5 separate regions of the Rattus norvegicus genome follow, and regions 2, 3, 4 and 5 are each linked to region 1. The links are chromatin contacts, called in public Hi-C and HiChIP or PLAC-seq maps. All regions are on one chromosome and are shown on one strand. The core of a region is the stretch at or near the end of the contact, and the rest is flanking DNA. Distances in the headings are between cores, read along the strand shown.

Region 1 (2,677 bases), core at 133-2,632:
TTTGAATGGGTGGCAGTGCTCTGTCCCATCTGCTTGCTTGCCACAAGCACTGTCTTGGGTTCTCCCCAGGACCTTCCTGCTCCCTTCTTCTAGACCCGATTTAGACTTTCCACCAGAAGGCAACTTCCATACCTCCCAGATGCTCCTAGATTTGCAGGGAAGCCATGTCCCAACAATCCTATCATAAACCGAAAATGCCAGGTAGTGTGGAAAGTGTGCCTGCTTCCTTAACTTATCAAACATCACCCCTGTGCAGTGCAGTACACTACAGACCACAGTCTGTTTTCCACTCACGACTGTGGGAACTTTCTGCAAAAGAATATTGTGTTTACTGCTAGTCCAGGGGGAAAACCCAGAGTTAAAAATTCAACCGTGGCTCCTACTGAATGTATATTATTTAGGTTCCAACTTACAGTGAAATTATGATAAATTGGGGACTGTAGTTCCCTATTTATGTCTTCTCTCAGTGCCTTAATGTGTTCCTTCAGAAAAATTTGAAAACTTTTTCAAATTGGGGCTAGGAAAGGTGATTCACAGGCCCAATGACCTGAGTTTGGTCCCCAAAATCTATACGTTGGAAGGAGGGAAACCAGTCTTGAAAACTGTCCTTATTTAATGTAAGCACACCTGTGAACACACACACACACACACACACACACACACACACACACACACGTATGTATAAATGTATCAAAACTTTTTCAGGGGGCTAGAGAGATGACTCAGCAGTTAAGGTCACTGGCTACTCTTAGAAGATCCAGGTTCAATTCCCAGCACTCACATGACAGCTTACAAACGTCTGTAATTCTAGTTCAGGGGATCTGAAGTCCTCTTCTGGCCTTAGAGTGTGTTGCCCGCACATGGTACACAGAAGTACATAGGCAGACATCTATGCGCTTAAAATTGAAAACTTTCTCAAGTGCCGCCATAGATTTGTGAGATTACTCTGCTCAGTGTCATATAGGGGAGAGCTTTGTCAGGGTCCTCTGTGCTGTCTGCACGGTATTTTGTATACTGGAGTGGATGGTCGAGCCCTCATCTAAGTAAGAGAACCAAGCTGGTGGGTTCAGGACCAGCAGGCAACAGCAGTATCCACCCTGGAACTCCGTAAAATGCAAACTCTGAATCAGGGCCGGGCTAACAGAAGTGTTGGATGCCTAGGGAAGTGTGGTGCACTCTCGTGGTTCGAGAACTCTCTAGAAAGCTGAGTCTCAGTGTCAGGTGATCAGGGCAGTTTTGGTGGTCCCGCATGTGCTGTTTGGCACACTGGCCAGTGGAGGGCAGTGTTGCCACGCCCATCGCGCCTCCTGGGCTGGCGGTGCGGCGGGAAAGGCCCCGGGAGGCCGGCTGGGGAAGACCGGCTGGCCGACCGCAGCCGGCTCGCCATCCGCGGACCCGGCCGCAGACGCTCCGAGATGCGGAAGGGCCAGCAGCGGCCCTGAAGCTCCGGGCAAGCCACACTGCCACTCTGCCGCTCTGCTGCGTCCGGGTCTGGAAGGTTCGCGAGGCGCCGGGGCTCAGGGGAGGAGGCTTGCTCGGGCCGGCCGGGGCAGTGTGCCAGAGAGGGCGGCGGAACCTTGACCGCGGCCCCGGAGGCAAAGGGCAGCCTCCGCGTGATGCCTCGGCGAGCAAAACAAGCCGGCCATCTTGGCGCCCTTAACCCGCTCCTGGCCGCTCTAGGCGCGGCCAAGGGTCCGGCCACCGAGCCCCGCAGTAGACCTAGGTTTGGAAACCGAAATGCCATGGGCATGGGAAGGAATTTCTAAGAACGGGAAGAAAACCGGAGGTCTTGGCACGTTCCCTGGGACGTTTGGGAATGCTATCAGTTAGCCATTAGCAGGCAGGGCCAGCGCTTCGGTCAGTGATTGGATTTGTCCCAGTCGCCTCCTAGTTCTTTTTGCCCTATATTCAAAGAGCTTAAAGTCATGGGTGGTTGAAGTAGGTCAGAGTGATCACCAGGCGGTTGCCTGGCAGCCCAGTGTCAGGGTCCGAGACAAGGTGATATTCCAGTGGATGCCCTCGGGTCGTACCAACCCAGGGTCAAGGACTAACTGCTCCAGTGTTATAGGTGATCAGCTCATTTCCAGTTTCTCAATCATTCTGATGTCATCCAAGGAACAGAAGACCCCACCGTTCCTCCTCTCTGCCTAGCTTACATGTTGTTCTATCATTTGTAGATTTTAGAATATTCTCTCTTCTGTCAGCCCCCATTAGGAAGCCTTCTTTAATTTCCTCCTCTGTTTCCGGTGAAGTTGCCTCTTCCTGGCTAGCCCACCTACATGCCATCATCAGCGGGATTCGGCTACTCTCAGTCTTTGTGGCTGCGCCCTCCCCTTCTGAATCTCGAGGACCCATGAGTGTCAGGCCCATCAAGAAGTTGGTCTTCTTACTGGGTAGGTAGGTCACTCCTTGCAAGAGGATTACCATGATTGAATAGGTTTTAATCTGGATTTGGGCTAGGAGTTAGGCAAGGTTCACAGGTGTTTTGAACTTTAGCACAGGGGTATGTATAGTGGTGGTGTTTTCTTAAGCCCTGCAATGGAACCCTTTTGTGTGTTTACTGAAAGTTATTCTGAGTAGGACTGTCAGGGTGCGGTAGGAACCAAAACCGTAGGTGTGAACCAGACTGAGAAGATGACCCCTCAGAGCCTCTCTGTGCGGTTCTGTATGGCCCGGG
Region 2 (2,677 bases), core at 80-2,579, 650 kb after region 1:
CAATAATGCAAATCAGATTAGTCCATAAGGAGGGCAAGACATTTGCAATTACAGAGAGATTCTTTTTCCCTCCACAAAAATGAGCAAAGTGATTAACCAGAAAAAGACAATAAATGACAACAGAAAAAAAGGCAGTAAACATATTAGGAAATAAGGCTTGATAAACAAGGAAAAGACTATGGATGAATATGAATATGTATAGTCTGATAAACATATTTTTGTTGTTACTATAGGGAGCGACATTATCATAAAGAAACTATATGACTACAAAACACAGATGTATATAATGCAGCCATCATCTATTTACAATTATTGTGTCACAGTCAGAGCTAGCTTCACGAACTCCCTGGGAAAACGCCTGAATTATTATGAGTTATTATGCTGCTGTGATTCCATTGGTAGTTTACAACTGCTTTTCAAATTCTATTTTCATATGATCACAAGAGACCCTGGGGTCTATTTTATTTCTTACACCTTTTAAATGACTTTGAGGATGGGCTTCTGTACAAGTAGAGGGGTTCGCTGTTGCTTTGCTTTGCCTGGCTGAGACAAGGGTTGGTTGTGTTAGCCAGGCTTATCTTGAACTCCTGGGCCCTCCTGCCTCAGCCATCCCTGCATTAGGACTACAGATGAGTCATCAAGCCTGTCTAGAAGTGGAATCCTAAGAACAACCTACCAACAAATTCCACGGCAGATTACAAGATGATTAAGGTTAATTTACTCGTCACACAAAAAGGGATTTGCCTTCAAAAATCACATCCTCAAGTACCCCTGGAAAGTAGGCACTACCCCTTCCAGGAAGATCTAGTCTACTTGGAAAACCGAATGAGCTGGAGGTGAACTGCACGGATTCCTCCTAAAAGCCCGGATATGAACATGTTAACCAAGTGCTTGGCCTCTGCTCAGCTTGCCAGCATGCTAGCTTTCCTCAGGAAGCCTGGTTCCAAGAGCGGTCAGATTCCATTCACATTCTGCAGGCCGCTGTGAATCACGCTGCCAGCTACTTAGAAACAACGGCCTGCTTTTTCCATTGCATCTGGTCTTCCAGCTCTCATGGAAACAAGCCCCAGCCCCTTGATGAGCCAGCAGGGCCCAGTCATCTGGCAACAGCCACTGGCCTCTGGCATCTAAGAACATCAACCAGAGAAAATAAGGGGATAAAAACGAAGTAACAGAGGACAATCAATTTCTCACTCCCTCATGGCCTGCGATTCCAAGGGCCTGACACAGGACTGATTTTTGTTCTGAATGCTGTGTAAGTGAATGAACAACAGCCCTAGATTCAGACCATTTTCTCGTGTGCCTGGGATAAGGTTCAGCGATGTTCCCGTGGGCCTGAGTGCTTCTCAAAGCACATGATTCACTGATGTAATACTCTAAGTGAGGATACATTTCTCATCCCAACATTATGTGGGAAAATTTAGCTTTGTCACCTGTTTTTCATGAGCGCTTGGGAAAGTTGCATAATCTCTTTTAACTGTACATCCATCTCATCTTTAAAATGAGAGTAAGACTATCTGACTTTTCCTCTCTCGGTATTATTGAATTGTAAGGGCTATTCATCATTTAAAATGAACATTAAGAACAACAACAACCAAAACTCGTGAAGTCAGTGTACACCAAGAAGCTAGGCTATTCTTCCACCTTAGGAAAAACACCTCTATGGCCTCAAAGGACAAAGCCGTCACAGGAATCATCTAAGTGTGAAACTGTCTTGTACACAGAGGCCTTCATTGTCTTGTTAGAAATCAGAAGCCACTGCATCTCAACAATCCGCTGCTGAGTGAAAGGGTACTAACACTTCTGCTCTTCTTCAGGAAGAAGATGTGATGACACTGTTTACCTCACAGTGCCTCACAGCTCAGTGGTAAGGATGGAAAAACAAGGCTGAACCCACATCAGGAGGGGTTTCCGCTTCCATTAAGACTTTTCCAAAATGAAGGCGCCACTCTCCGTGTATGCTTATTATTATAAGATGTGCCTCCACTAAAAACTACGCTTCTTCTATACTGAGAAAAGAACTTCCGCCTTTCAAACATCTACTTGTGCCGGGTAATTTGAATAGTACAGGCCCCCAGCCCATGGCTCACTAATCATGGAACCCGGGAGCTATTGCATCATTTTGAAATACTCAGAACCTGTAGAAACACTGAGTCAGATCGCAACAGGGCCAGCATAGCTCGTTGTCCAAGAAAGGTAAATGAAACCCCACGCTGTTTCATGTGCGCAAAGGTCTTTTCGGTAAAACCTTTCAAATGCCAGCAGGAGCTGATTGTTATCCCACTTTTTTTTTTTTTTTTTAATTGTGAGGACTTCTTTTTTTTTTTTTTTTATTAACTTGAGTATTTCTTATATACATTTCGAGTGTTATTCCCTTTCCCGGTATCCGGGCAAACATCCCGCTCCCCCTTCCCCTTCCTTATGGGTGTTCCCTTCCCCACCCTCCCCCCATTGCCGCCCTCCCCCCATAGACTAGTTCACTGGGGGTTCAGTCTTAGCAGGACCCAGGGCTTCCCCTTCCACTGGTGCTCTTACTAGGATATTCATTGCTACCTATGAGGTCAGAGTCCACGGTCAGTCCATGTATAGTCTTTAGGTAGTGGCTTAGTCCCTGGAAGCTCTGGTTGCTTGGCATTGTTGTACATATGGGGTCTCGAGCCCCCACTTTTCAAAAGGT
Region 3 (2,677 bases), core at 122-2,621, 600 kb after region 1:
ACATGCCCCGGGGAAGTCTTCCTTCTGGAACAGATCATAAGGTTTCCAGGTTTACACACAATGCTAACTGATATAACGTTCCCAATGGGTTATTCATGGTACATAAGACTAAATCTCATTTTAAAGTGATTTTCACAATCTCCCTACAAAATGACATCTGAAAACACTTAAGAGATACACTTATCTGGTGGTTAAAAAAAAGGGTGGAAAATCCTCTCTGTCTTACTTCATAAAGGTTATTGAAAATGCCATGTGATTAATATTATTTATTTGGCATTGGCTTAAACTCCAAAGGTAACACTTAGCCACTCTCTGTTTACCAAGTTAATCACCAGATTTGTCTACTTTGTCTGATTTACTGAGACAAATACTCTGAGTGTCTGAAGTGTTTTATCTGGCCCTGGGAAGGGAGAACGAGAGGAGAAGGAGTGTTGTGCATTTATTAATAGATAAGTGCAAACAGGCCCTATCCTATCACATGAACAGCTAGGACCTTTGGTCACTGTTTATTGAAAATAAAATTAGCCTTGGCTGACAGGTACTTATCAGCTCTGAGAATAATTAACTACTCACATCTGGTACTCGTTAGTGAAAATGCTAGTGGGAACCATTACCTTTGGTAAGGGTTATATTTCCTGACCAGCTAACCTCCCCCTAACATACTACTGGAATGCACTTTTCATTCCCAAGCAGCCTGCTGGCAGTACCAAGAGCATTTCCACACACTGCTGCCCCTCCTCAACCCAACAGAAAGACAGTGTCAGAAATCTAAAGTGTGTGGCCAAGACAGGCTGGTTCCCACAGGAAGCTTACAAACTCACCACCGGGAATTCCCTGCCCCATAGAGTCCTGGAACTTTGTAAACAAACAAGGGTCAGTGTGAGTTAATCAATAATAACATTTTGTACTTTTAAATTTTGTTTTTGTGGTTTTTCAAGGACTTCAAGGAACTTCACTGTGTAGACTAACATGAGTATAGTGTTCAAGGTCCAAGAAGCCCAGGAACCAACAATTGCCATCACTGGTCAGATGGAAAAACAGTAATAAACTAGGTACCTCAGGCCTACTTTATTTGTTTTCTATTTAACAATTCCTTGACTGGGCAATAATTTTCACAATTTCATTAAAGCAAAGGAAATGCCCCGGGGCATTCATAGAAATAAGCAATACGTAATACATGCTTTTGTATTCATGCGGCAGGGATCAAGAGGCAGAAACTCAAGGCCTTTGCAATTAGCTTGCTGAAATCCTAAACGAGTCACTTGTTGTCAGGTGACTCTCATATCTGTGCCCCGTAAAAGCTGCACTGAAATGCTGGACTAAGGGCTGACTTCTGACAGCGCCAGGAAAGTGTGTGTGAATCAGAGATTAAGAAATGCCACCTCTTCTCGCAACCACCACCCAAAGAGCATGCGCAGGTTTGACCTAGGCCTCCCACACACATGTAGCAGCTTGAACGTCAGGTGGGTCCCGAAAATTGGAATTGGGCAGGTGTGTGGGGGGGTCCCAAAGGCTGTTGCCTGTATGTGGGATATGTTCTTCTCTACCTTGTCCGACTTCAGTGGGGAGAAAGTGCCTAGCCTCACAGAGACTTGAAGTGCTAGGGTTGGAGGGATACCCAAGGGAGGCACCTGCTCAGAGGAAAAAGGAATTGTGCGTTGGGGGTAGAGGGAGGGTGACCCGGAGTGGGGCAGTGAGAGGGATGTAAAGTGAATAAGTAAAATAAATTAAATTAAAAAAAAAACTTTAAAAAAAATGTCAGCTCTTCAAGGCCTTTTTTTTTCTCAAAGAAAATAGTAAGTGCCTGTCAATAATAAATAGTGCTATTTTAACTTACACCGTTTATTAAGGTACTTTTCTGACATGTTTTACAGATAAATGTTGCTCCTCCTAATGCAACAAAGGGGTGTGTATGAGAAGCGTGGGTAATCTGAAGATCAGCAGCTGCCCTGTTTCTAAGGAAACTGCAAACTGGATTCTATTAGGAGTGAATAGATGGTCTCTCCAAACACACGGGCCTTCTAACACACGCTACGTGGGTGGACATCAGATCCCTTAGTAGATGAGGACATGAGCTAAGAAGCTGGGAAGTCTAAGGATAAGGAGCCAGTAACTAGGGGCTGAGAAACAGAAGAAGGAAGGAATAATAGACAGGAAGGGAATTTAATACTGAGGAGCGATGAGAGGCCAAAGAAAAAACCAGAATAAACAGAAAAACAAGGAGCATTCTGGAATTAAGCAGTGCAGTCAGGTGACTCAGTGAGGCCACACCATGGGGGCGGGGGCGGACGGCTTAGAGTATGGGGTGGGGGAGAAGTGGGAGGAGACTCAGCCATGTGAAATAGCAAGGGAAGTCAGAATTACTGGTCAAAAGCTGAGAGAATGTTAGTTGCTCAGGATAGGGCCCAACAGGGACAAGAAGGAGCCAAACGGAATACATTAATAATTCTAAACAGGAGCAGCCATGAGGATTTAGAATGTAGCACTAAGAAATTATTTGTATAAAACTGGCAGAAATAGAAAATGCTAATCCTCAAATCAAACTCCAACAATAACTTTGAGTTACTGGACTGTGGAAATGTTCTTATGTGAACCCATCTGTGGTATCATTTCAACTATTTATTGGAAAACTAGCTGTGGGATGACTATAGATAGTCCTCCTAGGTTTCATTCAGAT
Region 4 (2,677 bases), core at 84-2,583, 530 kb after region 1:
CCCACCTTACTTCCCAGAATCCATCTTGGATCTTGTTCCTTCAGGGGACACACAGATGCTTTCTGTCTGGCCTCTGTTTCTCTTTAGTCCTTCTCCATGCTATCTTCAGAATTCTTTCTGAAACATAATCCATTCAAGTTGCTGTCTTTCTTTAAAACTCCCACGAGCTCTTCTAGAACTTAAACTATTCTACCCAAGGCCCATCACAATCTCCCCTCAACCCACTCAGCATCCGCCCATGGCTCCACATTTTTTTTTTTATTTTAAGCATGCTATGCCATTTCAAACATCTCAGCATTTACATAAACCATTCCCTATGACGATCCTGTTCCTTCCAACCCTACCGCTCTGAAAATTTCGACTTATTCTTAACTCCCCCAATTCAAGTGTCTCCTCCTTTCCTTTGCAGAAATAGTTGTTTCATGTTCTGTGTGTCCATGTGTTTGTTCGCTTGGCTAAAAGGCACTGCACCGTGTGTCTTCAGGTCTGAGGTGGCATCCTAGGGTTATGACTGGTGATCCTCTGATGACTGGTACACTCAGGTGCTTAACAGATGTCTATGAACTCAATGAATAAGCCCAGAGATTAATGTGTTACAAAAGCAAAAAAGCAGACTTTCCAGTATGACTCAATATAATCATAAACTAAAATAATTTATTTTTTAAAATAAAAGTTTCATGGTGAGGGGATATTAGCCAGACCAAAAAATATAATCATTATGCATGGCCTTGGCTAAGACAATCAAAATTGACCTTTTTAGTGCTATAAACTTGTTTCTTGGTAAAACCACACAGTGTCTGATAAATAATAAACACTGTGTATGTGTCTGACATTGCCAGTGTTACAGGTTATACAAGAGTTTCAAGTTCATCTGCATAGATACAAAGAGAAGCTGTGATAAGGGAATCCTAATTCTAAGTGACTAGCCTATACTAACATTAAGAAATGAATGTTTGCATACCCAAGTTTCCTAATGCACACAGAAATATCCTGCTTTAAACACATGAAACAAGCCAATGGCCTTTGGCCCCAAACCATACATAGCATCCGCGGACGGTATGCTGAAAGGCTTTTGGCAATTTCTTCTAGGTTTTTGTATAGACTAACATCAAGCCAATTTATCTGACCTCCTTGATCCACCCTGCCCATCTAGTACCTTTAGCTATTTTTCTAGAAGCCTGAATGAGTCAGAACAAGAAATGATTAATCAACTTGGAGAGGTTTGAAAGCTGGAAGAGAGCCACGCTGTGAGTAAAGCCTCGGAGCTGTGGGACTGCAGCAGTTGGAAAGTTAGGGGATTTCCATGGTTGAAAACATTTGGCTGGTTTGCCATGCTCCTCTGACCTTGCAATAAGACAGAACAGACCCAGCTGGGTGATTTACCTCTGACAATATCCCATGTCTGCTGCCGTTGGCTGTGTGCTCTGACTTGACAAAATCAAAGTAATTCCCCCTGAGCCTTATGATTCTGGAACTGGCTCAGAAAATCCCCTCTGCTTTTTTCTCTCAGTGGATAGCATTCTCAGTCCCTGGCTTCACTTTTAACTGTGAGGCTGAAATTAGAAGTATACACACAGCCCCTAGCACAGTGCTTGGCAGTCAGTCGGTGTGTGGGGGTCCTTTTCTTCTGTCGGGGCAGGCTGGTCTCACAACTCAGGAAATACAGCACCATCTTGCTTCTCTTCTTCTTCTTCTTCTTCTTCTTCTTCTTCTTCTTCTTCTTCTTCTTCTTCTTCTTCTTCTTCTTCTTCTTCTTCTTCTTCCCCTCTCTCTCTCTCTCTCTCTCTCTCTCTCTCTCTCTCTCTCTCTCTCTCTCTGACAGCTGTTACACTGCAGGCACAACTTAAAATCACTTTTCCAGTAGAAGATTTGAATTATTTTCTGGTTCCCTGCTGCCTTTATTCAAATTCTCCCAAATGTTTTATTGAGGTCTTGATTTCTGTTTTACGATTTTGTTTTTTGAAGATACGATTCTGGTACCATCAGAATGTGGGTCCTTAACGTGCTGCAGACAGTGTATCGGAGCAGGGCAAGTGTTTTTTCCTCCATTTCTTCTCTTGCCTGAAATGCTACCCTGATGCAGGGAGAAATGATACGGGGCCTATGGGCTTTCTGACGTGTTTGTCTTCGTTATGTCTCTGCCTCCATTTCCTCACCTCTTCACATTGTCTCCTCTCATTTAAACAAGCACACTGCTGGGTTTACCTCCAGACCTTTCTTTACTGCTTTTGCTTTCTGCCCCGTCAGTGCATCTATAATGTTTACTGTGAGTGTGCTGTCAATGATGTGTCAGTAAGAGGTAGACTTCATTGTTTATTGGTCTTGTGTATCTATTTCTCTCTTTAATGTCATTCATTTCTCTTATACAACTTCTTAGGATTTCATTCACTAACATAGCAGCAGCAGCAGCAGCAGCAGCAACAACAACAACAACAACGACAACCGCAAAAGATTTAGGCAAAAATGTCTGTCTAATTTTCTTATCTGAAAAGATCCAGGTTCTTCCCCAAAGCAGTAAACACTGTCGTGTATCTCACACATTCACATAAACATACACATGCCAACGCTCACTGCAAGGGCTCTTACCCATTGATTTACAGGACCTTGTTGAGCAATGGCAGCTGCTGATTTTCACTGCATTGGCATGGAGGTGGCCTGGGAATTTTCCTTTTGGCAC
Region 5 (2,677 bases), core at 72-2,571, 510 kb after region 1:
AGGACAAAGTCTTTGAGGTGGGAGTATGCCTGGTGTGGCATACAAGATGAAAAGAGCTGACAAGGCCAACAGCCATGAGTGACCTATACAAAACAGCTTTGGTGAAACCCTGGAAACAAAAGCCCAAGTGGGGTGGATTGGAAGAGATATGTTAGAAGGTCAATTGGAGTTAGCTTGGGTATCTAGAGGGAAAATCCAAGATGCAGAGTTCATTTTGAAAATGGAAGTTATTCCCACATGTTTTATGAAAATTAGTAAGGAGAAGATGGGAGTAAATATCACGAAGTGTGTGAGGGGGTGAAAGTAGGTGTAACCACTGGTTAAGTAAGCAGCTGCGATGAGGAAGAACCTGAGTATACATGGAATCGAAAGGTTCCTCAGTAACAACGTGAGAACTACTTCTATGGCCTCAGAGAAACCAGAGGAATGGCTACCGAGGAGTAAAAGAGAAGTACTGAATGTTGGTAAAAGGAAAAGGTATTTGCTTCAGAGAGAAATGTTAGGATGGATCCTAGGGAGTACTAAAGGCATTCAGGTAAGACAGTAAGGGCAGGTTTAGATCGGGTCTGTTTCTCCAGTGAGACAGAGTAGACAAAGAATGATTAGGTTTAATAGTTTTTCCTTAAGGAAAAGAAGCTGAGGGTCTATACCCTGTAGTAATTATAACCGTGGGCAACTGGGTAGTTTTGGCTAGGAGATGAACTGAGGATGTATAATCATTAATTTGGGGAGATCTTAATGTAGTTGACATGTTGCTAGGCTGGAGATAAAAAGTAGATGAGGTGGCAGTTAATGAAAAGGGCACTTAAATCACGATGTTAGAGGGAAGAAGGTGTAAGCTCAGAACATAGCCATGAAATCAGATAAAACACTATGGATTTTGAGTACGATTTTGGGGGTTGACTACACATCCGTGTAGCAAGATAAAGAAAAGCATCCTACTCCTTTTCAAGCAGCGAGCTCTCATCACATGGAGAGGGGCACGGCAGGAATAGTAAATAAGGTGGACACCAGCACTGGCCCTGCACTGCTGACAAGAATTTCCAAAGGTTAGGGCTGGAGATCAGTCATCACATTCAACATTAGGCAATCTGTATCCATCTGTCCCATTATCCCTCCTTCCCCGTTCTCCATCAAGTCAAGCCAGAGGTAAAGTCAACCAGAGGTAAGGTACGGCATACATTTCTTTAGCTGACCACAGCCTGGATCCAGATGAACTTTTTTTTTGGTACAGTATTTATTATTCTAATAAAGCAAATGGAATGTTTAGCAATGATGGGGGCAATCTGATTGGCACACATACAGGGCATTAATTCTTCCAAGGTGACTGGTGCATAAAAAGTGAAACCATAGCACTCGTTTCCCTCCCCCAGGCACCTCTAATTTTCAGCTTATATTAACTGTAAGACGAGCTAATGTTTTTGGTGTAGAAAAATGGCATTATCCCAGACGTAGAAATTACTTTCAGAAAGAAAGATTCTATAGCCACCCAGATTACATAAATGGCATCTGCGGCCAGCGACTATTATGTTGCAGCAGACAGGGAAGGCCACAGTGCAAGCACCTGAGTAACTAAACACCAACTTGTTACAGGCATCAAAAGCCCCACTTTGGGTGAGAAAATTATATGATAACTTTTGTCCACAAAAGATATGCAGTTTTGAAACAATCCCAAAGAAGTGACTGCATCTCGACAACATGGTCTAAACTTCTCACTCTCTCAGTACAGGATACCCTCGTGAGCATTTTGAAAATCTGAATGTATGACTGTTTTACAAGGGAAAACTTGGAAAAGCAACTGGATAGGCTTGGGACAAAAGCAGATGTCAGAGGACCAGAACCTACCAAACTGTGCTTTCAAACTCTTGCTCTGACTTACTCTACCTACCCCTTTTGTTTATCCCTGGCTATGAATTCATTTGTAAACCAGAGAGAGAAAAGGTTGTTTATGTTTTTTTAAAGAACACGTTGAACTCCTTAAAAATATTCACTTTTTAAGTGATAAAAGGAAGAGAAAGGAAAGAAGAGTCGAGTGAGTGAGAAAGACAGGGAAACCCTAAGTGAAAAGTGATGCAGATGGGGTGACAGGGGTAGGGGGGATGACGGGGGATGCTGAATGACTGAATTACACGTGAGCCCACTTCCCAGCATAGAGCAAAACTCCAGACCGACATTAATAAAATATGAAGTACTAACTTAGAGGAGATGATGAACATCTTTCTAGTGATTATTAAGAGAGTAGGATTGATCTTGAGCCAGCTGGGCACACAGCAGTGTAATATAGTAGGCATGTGTGCATGCTCATGTTCTCTCTCTCTCTCTCTCTCCCTCCCTCCCTCCCTCCCTCCCTCCCTCCCTCTCTCTCTCTCCCTCCCTCCCCCCCCTCTCTCTCCCTCCCTCCCTCCCTCTCTCTCTCTCTCCCTCCCTCCCTCCCTCCCTCTCTCTCCCTCCTTCCCCCCCCTCTTTCTCTCTCCCCCCCCCCTCTCTCTCTCCCCCCCCCTCTCTCTCTCGTAGTAATGGCTTTGAACCTAGGACCTCACACAAACCAGAACTGAGCCATAGGTCAGGCCTGACTCATCTCATTATGCTACTTCTATGACTATGATACCGTGTGCTTCAGTTTCCTCATTAGTAAAACAGATATAATATCACACCTCACAGGGCCGCTGCAAAGAGT

The links. A called contact is a pair of places that touch in the nucleus more often than the background predicts. HiChIP or PLAC-seq counts read pairs in DNA pulled down with a chosen protein or histone mark.
Region 2: a contact with region 1 is called in an H3K27ac HiChIP or PLAC-seq map of oligodendrocytes, with 9 times the contacts expected there. The contact joins two enhancer-like sites. A contact is called at or near these places in 1 of 12 Hi-C or Micro-C datasets (Schwann cells) and 1 of 1 datasets of contacts at active chromatin or transcription factors (oligodendrocytes).
Region 3: a Hi-C map of liver shows a contact between it and region 1, with 2.8 times the contacts expected there. The contact joins two enhancer-like sites. A contact is called at or near these places in 5 of 12 Hi-C or Micro-C datasets (the A7r5 cell line, frontal cortex, kidney and 1 more).
Region 4: a contact with region 1 is called in a Hi-C map of the A7r5 cell line, with 4 times the contacts expected there. The contact joins two enhancer-like sites. A contact is called at or near these places in 11 of 12 Hi-C or Micro-C datasets (the A7r5 cell line, the Rat2 cell line, Schwann cells and 6 more) and 1 of 1 datasets of contacts at active chromatin or transcription factors (oligodendrocytes).
Region 5: a contact with region 1 is called in a Hi-C map of the A7r5 cell line, with 4 times the contacts expected there. The contact joins two enhancer-like sites. A contact is called at or near these places in 11 of 12 Hi-C or Micro-C datasets (the A7r5 cell line, the Rat2 cell line, Schwann cells and 6 more) and 1 of 1 datasets of contacts at active chromatin or transcription factors (oligodendrocytes).

The regions. Positions count from the first base shown.
Region 1 is chr6:104,686,521-104,689,197 of GRCr8, reverse strand. No RefSeq gene overlaps it. Among named protein-coding and RNA genes, the nearest start is that of Zfp36l1, 19 kb to the right of the region's middle. Within about 2 kb of position 1,382, at least 67 of the 93 cell types and tissues checked have an H3K27ac peak or open chromatin away from gene starts, as enhancers often do. A contact at or near this core is called in the A7r5 cell line, Schwann cells, kidney and 2 more, where this site is marked.
Region 2 is chr6:104,036,788-104,039,464 of GRCr8, reverse strand. All of the region lies in intron 7 of Rad51b (RAD51 paralog B), which reads right to left. Among named protein-coding and RNA genes, the nearest start is that of Rad51b, 210 kb to the right of the region's middle. Within about 2 kb of position 1,329, at least 68 of the 93 cell types and tissues checked have an H3K27ac peak or open chromatin away from gene starts, as enhancers often do. A contact at or near this core is called in Schwann cells, where this site is marked.
Region 3 is chr6:104,089,500-104,092,176 of GRCr8, reverse strand. The region is part of intron 7 of Rad51b (RAD51 paralog B); the gene reads right to left. Among named protein-coding and RNA genes, the nearest start is that of Rad51b, 260 kb to the right of the region's middle. Within about 2 kb of position 1,371, at least 13 of the 93 cell types and tissues checked have an H3K27ac peak or open chromatin away from gene starts, as enhancers often do. A contact at or near this core is called in liver, where this site is marked.
Region 4 is chr6:104,153,792-104,156,468 of GRCr8, reverse strand. All of the region lies in intron 7 of Rad51b (RAD51 paralog B), which reads right to left. Among named protein-coding and RNA genes, the nearest start is that of Atp5pdl1, 270 kb to the left of the region's middle. Within about 2 kb of position 1,333, at least 31 of the 93 cell types and tissues checked have an H3K27ac peak or open chromatin away from gene starts, as enhancers often do. A contact at or near this core is called in the A7r5 cell line, kidney and prefrontal cortex, where this site is marked.
Region 5 is chr6:104,173,840-104,176,516 of GRCr8, reverse strand. The region is part of intron 7 of Rad51b (RAD51 paralog B); the gene reads right to left. Among named protein-coding and RNA genes, the nearest start is that of Atp5pdl1, 250 kb to the left of the region's middle. Within about 2 kb of position 1,321, at least 1 of the 93 cell types and tissues checked has an H3K27ac peak or open chromatin away from gene starts, as enhancers often do. A contact at or near this core is called in the A7r5 cell line, where this site is marked.